Linked DNA regions of Delphinus delphis: region 1 is linked to region 2. Evidence: chromatin contacts called from public Hi-C data. All regions are on one chromosome and are shown on one strand. Each heading gives the region's core, a stretch centred on a gene start, on an enhancer-like site or on the middle of the called end of the contact. The rest is flanking DNA. Distances are from core to core; before and after follow the strand shown. Region 1 holds the start of SGPL1 (sphingosine-1-phosphate lyase 1). Region 2 holds the start of UNC5B (unc-5 netrin receptor B).

What was found. A called contact is a pair of places that touch in the nucleus more often than the background predicts.
Region 1: a contact with region 2 is called in a Hi-C map of lung, with 6 times the contacts expected there. The contact joins the promoter of SGPL1 here to the promoter of UNC5B in region 2. A contact is called at or near these places in 2 of 3 Hi-C or Micro-C datasets (lung and muscle).

What each region holds. Positions count from the first base shown.
Region 1 is chr16:61,522,790-61,525,489 of mDelDel1.2, reverse strand. It overlaps SGPL1 (sphingosine-1-phosphate lyase 1), which reads left to right and starts at 1,253. Exons shown (of 15, transcript XM_060034842.2): 1 at 1,253-1,385; 2 at 2,235-2,296. The coding sequence starts at 2,270.
Region 2 is chr16:61,154,328-61,157,027 of mDelDel1.2, reverse strand. It overlaps UNC5B (unc-5 netrin receptor B), which reads left to right and starts at 1,258. Exons shown (of 17, transcript XM_060034840.1): 1 at 1,258-1,393. The coding sequence starts at 1,315.

The DNA of each region.
Region 1 (2,700 bases), core at 4-2,503, 370 kb before region 2:
TGGAATCCCAAATTTACTCTTGATGAGTAGGCATTGGCAGGAAGCCCAGGACATTTTCTGACCCTTCAACACTGAGGATGCATGTCTGCTGGGGAACAGCAAGAGGACTAAGGGTATGGGGGTGTTAGTGCCTGGTTCAGGAGCTCTGGATAGTAGACATGTCTGGGACTTCTGATGGGTAGGGCTGAGGGCAATGAAGCCCAGAGATAACCTGTTTGCCTCTTTCATAGTCTTGACCATTCTGACTGGGAAGTGCTAAAGGGGCTGTGCAGAGAAGGGCAGATGTGATAACAAGGACTTCCATCCTAAGAGCACTAGATGAGGGTAACGATGGTAGTGATGACACCCCAAATTAGTGTCATGACATTTTGCAAAGGGATGGAATTGGGTACACTCATAAGTGTCATTTTTATTAAGATTTCAAGATGCCATGTAGGTGTCATTTAAATAATTTGTTGGAAAAAAATACTGTATGCAAATCACCGATCAGTTACAAGTAACTACACTGTCTTCTGCTTCTGCTGAATTAGTGCCACAACATGGGCAAGTCATGAAACTGACTTAAGAGTTAGTTCTTCTGGAAATGAAGTGGGTGATCCTGGTGGGTGCTCTCACTTGAATATCAGATGACTCCCAACATTGCTCGTGAAAATAAAGTAGTATTGGTAGCATTTTTGCCCAACAACTATAGTCACTGTTACCATTTTTGTGGGGAGAGGGGAGGATGGGGATAATATTTCCAATAAGGGCGTTTTCCTGTCGCTTTTCTTCAGGCATCGTTGACCTCGATGGAAGTCTCCAGGAAGGAGACAAGGAGCAAATCTCTGAGTCACTCAAAATCGCAAAGGCCTCTCCGGAGACCCATCTTGAGTCGTTGTTATGGATCAGTTTGCACAGTGCTCTGCAGGCTGACTCTCTCAGGGGCTCCAAGTGGTCAAAAGTGACCAGCAAGTTGGTTTTTAAAATCGGAGACTGAAGAAGCTGGGTACCCTCTGGGGCGGGCGCGTTCCACCTTCTCGGAAGGCCCGGGCGCCGCCCCCGCCAGGCCAGCAGGCGGCGCGCACGCGCCGTGGGGCCCGGAGGGGACAGTGGGCCTGCCGCCCAGGCCGGGGCGTGCGCGTGACCGGCGGCGGAGCCGCGCACGCCAGGGCTGGGGAAGGGGGCGGGCACCGTGGGAGCCGTTTCCGGACGGGGCGGGGAGGGGCGGGGCCACCGGCGGCCGGATCTCTAATCTCGGCGGCGGCGGCGGCAGCAGCGGTAGCAGTAGACGCCGCCTGGGGAGCTTTCGCCCAGCGGCCCGCGAGTCGGTTTCGCAGTGAAGAGGAGCAGGGCCGGCGAGACAGTGTCCGAGGGAAGGAGCGCAGAAGCTGCTCCCGGCTGAGGAGGTGGACGGGGCCGCGGCGAACCCGGAGGAAGGAGGAGGGTCCGGGCTGGGGAGGAGGGCTTCGGCTTGGGATAGGGGAGAGTCGGGACTGAATGGGAGGCGGGTCCTGGCCGGGGAGAGGGAGGAGTGTCTGGACTGCGGGGGGTCCTGTTGAGGAGGGGTCCTGTTGCGGAGGGGTGAGGAGAGGAGGAAGGGCCAGGCCGGACCGAGGGGCTAGCAGCTTGGGGCGGGCTCGGGTTCGGGCTGAGGGAAGGGGCGCCGACCACCTGAGGTCTGAGTGAGTGCAGGGTTCGCGAGTGGGTGGGGGAGGGCGCCAGGGCCGAGTAGGAGCGGGGTCCGAAACTCCACTCGCTGGCGGGGTAGGAGTGGTCTTGGGGTGGGCAGGTTTGCTGGTCCTTCGCAGGCGAGGAGAGGGTTGTGGGGAGGGAGGGATGAAGTCAAGAACGAGGCCTACCTGTTTCTAAAGGGAGTCCACCGGAGGCTGGACCCTGGGACTGGACTGCCTGTAGCGTCCGCTCCTTGGCCGGGTTAGTTTGAATGGGCGGGGCTCCGGGCCTTCAGGCCCTGGTCCACTGCAGGCTGGGCGTTTCCCCCGGTAGCTACCTGGGGGGGATTGCTTTGTGGGAGGGTGGCTCTGGAAGCGTTTGGGCAGCTGTGGGAGGGAAGCAGAGTGCCAGCAGGATTCTGATTCGCTGGTTTGGGGTGCTGGGGTGGAGTGTGAAAGCTAGGAGTGAAATCTGAGCTCTTAAAGGAGGGATAGAACCCTTTCTCTGCAGCTCTGGCGAATCTCGGCGGGCCGACGGGAGCGTTTAAAGCGTTAGAAGTAAACAAATGTGATTCCCTTTTGCAGAGGGGAGGCACTGAAAGGACGCCTGGAAGAGGAAGATGCCGAGTACGGACCTTCTGATGTTGGTGAGTCCTTTTTGCATCTATTCTCCTTGTTGTAAGTCACTTGTCGTTTACGTTTTATTTTTAGTCCGAAGGATGAGTGTGTAGATTTCACCTCTGATGCTTGCTTTTGGTAGCTGAGAGTTTCTGCCACCTTTTATTTTGGGTTCAATGATTAAGATGGATAAGTGACTGATTTAAGTGTATGTGTGTGTATATATATATATAATGAATATGAAGAATCATTTTCAAAATTCTTGCAGTTGATTTTAATCTCTCCTTTCTTATACTACCAGAACAGTTTTCAAACTTCTATTAAATTTTGTCTGGATCTGCCGTATATTAGTTTATAAGTGTTTGTTTCCCAGACTAGAGTTTTGATTCCCTGGAAGGCAGATATCTTGTCTTATTTGTTTAGAGATGATAAA
Region 2 (2,700 bases), core at 9-2,508:
AATCAGATTGGCTGAGAGGGGAGATCTTGGAAAGAGAGATTACTGACATTTGTGCTACAGTTTCTATATATATATTTAAAAATCAGTTCTACATTCCCTTATAAAATTGTTATTATCATTTTTCTCCATTTTGGAGATGATGAAGGAAGCATCAGAATGGTTAAGTAACTTGTTCAGGGTCACACAGCAGGTAAGGAGCAGAGCCCAAATCTACGCCCACCCGAGCCAAAAATGGCTTCCCTATGCCCCATTGTCACTTGCGGAGGGTGGGGGTGGGGTGGGGGAGTAACATCCTAGGCCCTGGGTGCTACAGGAGGTTCGGAGGGGTCTAGTCAAACAGTTCTGCCCAAGGTCATACCCACAAGTAGGGCCAAACAGGATGATCCAAGTCCACATAGCTGTAAGCCCCTGCTTAACACGGACTTGAGTGTTTGAGATTTCCTCATTGAAGGAGCTTTTTTGGTAAAGACCCCCCCCGCCCGCCCCCTGTAGAAGGCGTAGATTCTACGTAGTACGAACCAGGGAGCCAAAAACGACAGAGTCCTGAGTTTAATCAGAGGAGAAAGCTGACACAGCCAAGTCAGAGGAAAGCGCCAAGATACATTTCTTCAGTTTCTGGAAACAAAAATTGGGCAGACTCCGCTTCCAGCTACGATCTAGCGGCCGGGATTTCCAACGCTCCGGGCTCAGAGTTTCGCGCGGACCCCCCCTGAAGGGCCCCCAGCTCCGCCAAAGCCGCGCCCAAGGGGCCGTCGTTACCCCCTAGAAAGGCCCTCCGCCGGCTCCGCCTTTGCCCGCCCAGGCCCCGCCCCGGCCGCGCGCTGTCCTGCTCTGCTCGCGGACTCACTTGGGCGTGCGAGCGGCAGCGCTCGGCCTTGTGGCAGGCGGCGGAGGCCGGCGAGGGCGCCGGAGCCGCGGGCAGCGGCGGGGCGCAGGGAGGCGCGCACGGGGGCTCGGACGGCGCGGCGTTGGCCGCTGCGGGCGCCGCTGAGCGCTCTCACCCTCAGTCGCGCAACTTCGAAGCCAGGACGCGGGAGCCTGAGGAGCGCTCGAGCCCCGGAGCCTGAGGAGCGCAGAGAGGGGCACGCCGGAGCCTGGCCGGAGAGCGGGCGCCGGGTACCCATAGCGTTCCGAGCGCCGGGCAGCCCTCTGCGAAGCGTGGCTGCCTCTGCCCCCACGGAGGGCACGGGCTGGCGCGGCCGGGCGCCGGGGAGGACGGCGAGGAGGAGGCGGCGGCGGCGGAGACGGCGGCGGCGAGGCTGGGGTCAGGGAGAGAGCCCTGGGGGAGAGGCGCCCGAGCCGGGCCGCGGGAGCATGTGGGCCCGGAGCGGAGCGCGGGGCGCGCTACTGCTGACACTCCTGCTCTGCTGGGACCTGAGGCTGAGCCAAGCAGGTAGGGAGCGTTCGGGCATGGGGGAGGGGAGCGAGGGGAGCGAGGGGACCCTGGCGCCTCACTCTGCTCTGAAGTTGAGGTGGTCTATCGCTCCGTCAGTGCGCACAGGGAAAGCGGTAAGGGCGCCCAAGTTAAAAGGTAGATTTCTCTGCCCCAGCAAAGTGGGCGATGGCGCAGCTATCTCGCGGGGCGGGGCGGGGCGGGGGTGTTGCTCAGGCTCTCCAGCTCCCGCCTGGAAGGGAGAGATCGCTTCTTTTCCCTGGAACGGTGTCCAAGTCGGGGTGTGCGCCTCCCGGAGTACCGGCCTCCGGGGGACCCCTGGCTTCGCGCGCGCCTGGCAGCGGCGCCAAAAAACCAGTCGCTGCACAGGCCAGGTGTGCGCTCGCTTGCTGCTCGCCGGCAACTTCCTAGTCCAGGTCCCGGCTCGCCCAGACTCCTAGCGTGGCACAGACCCGAATCCGCAGATGAGAAGGAGGGAGCGAGAAACCTGGGGAACACGGGAAGCGCGGTCCGCTCCGCCAGCCAGATGAGGCCAGCTTGTAGGGTTTTGTTATCGAAGGGAATAGGGCTGTCTTGCACGTACAGCTTTCCTCGAGATCTTGGGATCCGCAGGCCTGGAAGAATTTTTTTCTGGGTGTTGGTGTTGTGGGGAGGAGTACGTAGTGATCCTGACGAGTTTCCTTTTAAATGAGTCACTGACAGTCTCCCCGTCTGGGAAGCCGACAAGGTGCGCTCTCCACGCTCCTACTCCAGACCCAGCAAGATGCCTTAAGGGAGTCGCTGGGCTCCTAAAATAAAGTCCCTATTCCCCCTCTCCCGCCGTGGCTGTGTACACGTCTCGCTGGTCTGTAGCTGGGCCGGGCGTAGCTGACTGGGCTGCGTCTTCCTGGGGAGCGGGTGGACACACGGGAGCCAACCCATCTCTCTCTCTCTCTCTCTCTCCCCCCTCCCTCTCTCCTTTCTCCTCTCTCTCTCTCTCTCTTTCTCTCTCTCTCTCTCTCTCTCTCCCCCCCTCCATCTCTCTCACTCTCTTCCCCCAGAAACCAAGCACCGGGCTTCCGAGGTTGGGTGGGCGTGGGCCGCATCCTGCATTGACTCCGAAAACTGGTGCACAAAGTGGACAGATGACGCAGCCCTCCCCCCTCTACCTTCCGCTTGGATGTTGACGTCCGCCGCCCTCCTCCCCGCTCCCCCACCCGAACGTCCCACGCCCGCCTCCCCCACTTATAGTCAGCTATTCCTCACTCTGGAATTAATGATTCCCATGGCCCAGGAGTGAGCGCTTGGTTTTAGCACATACCCCACTT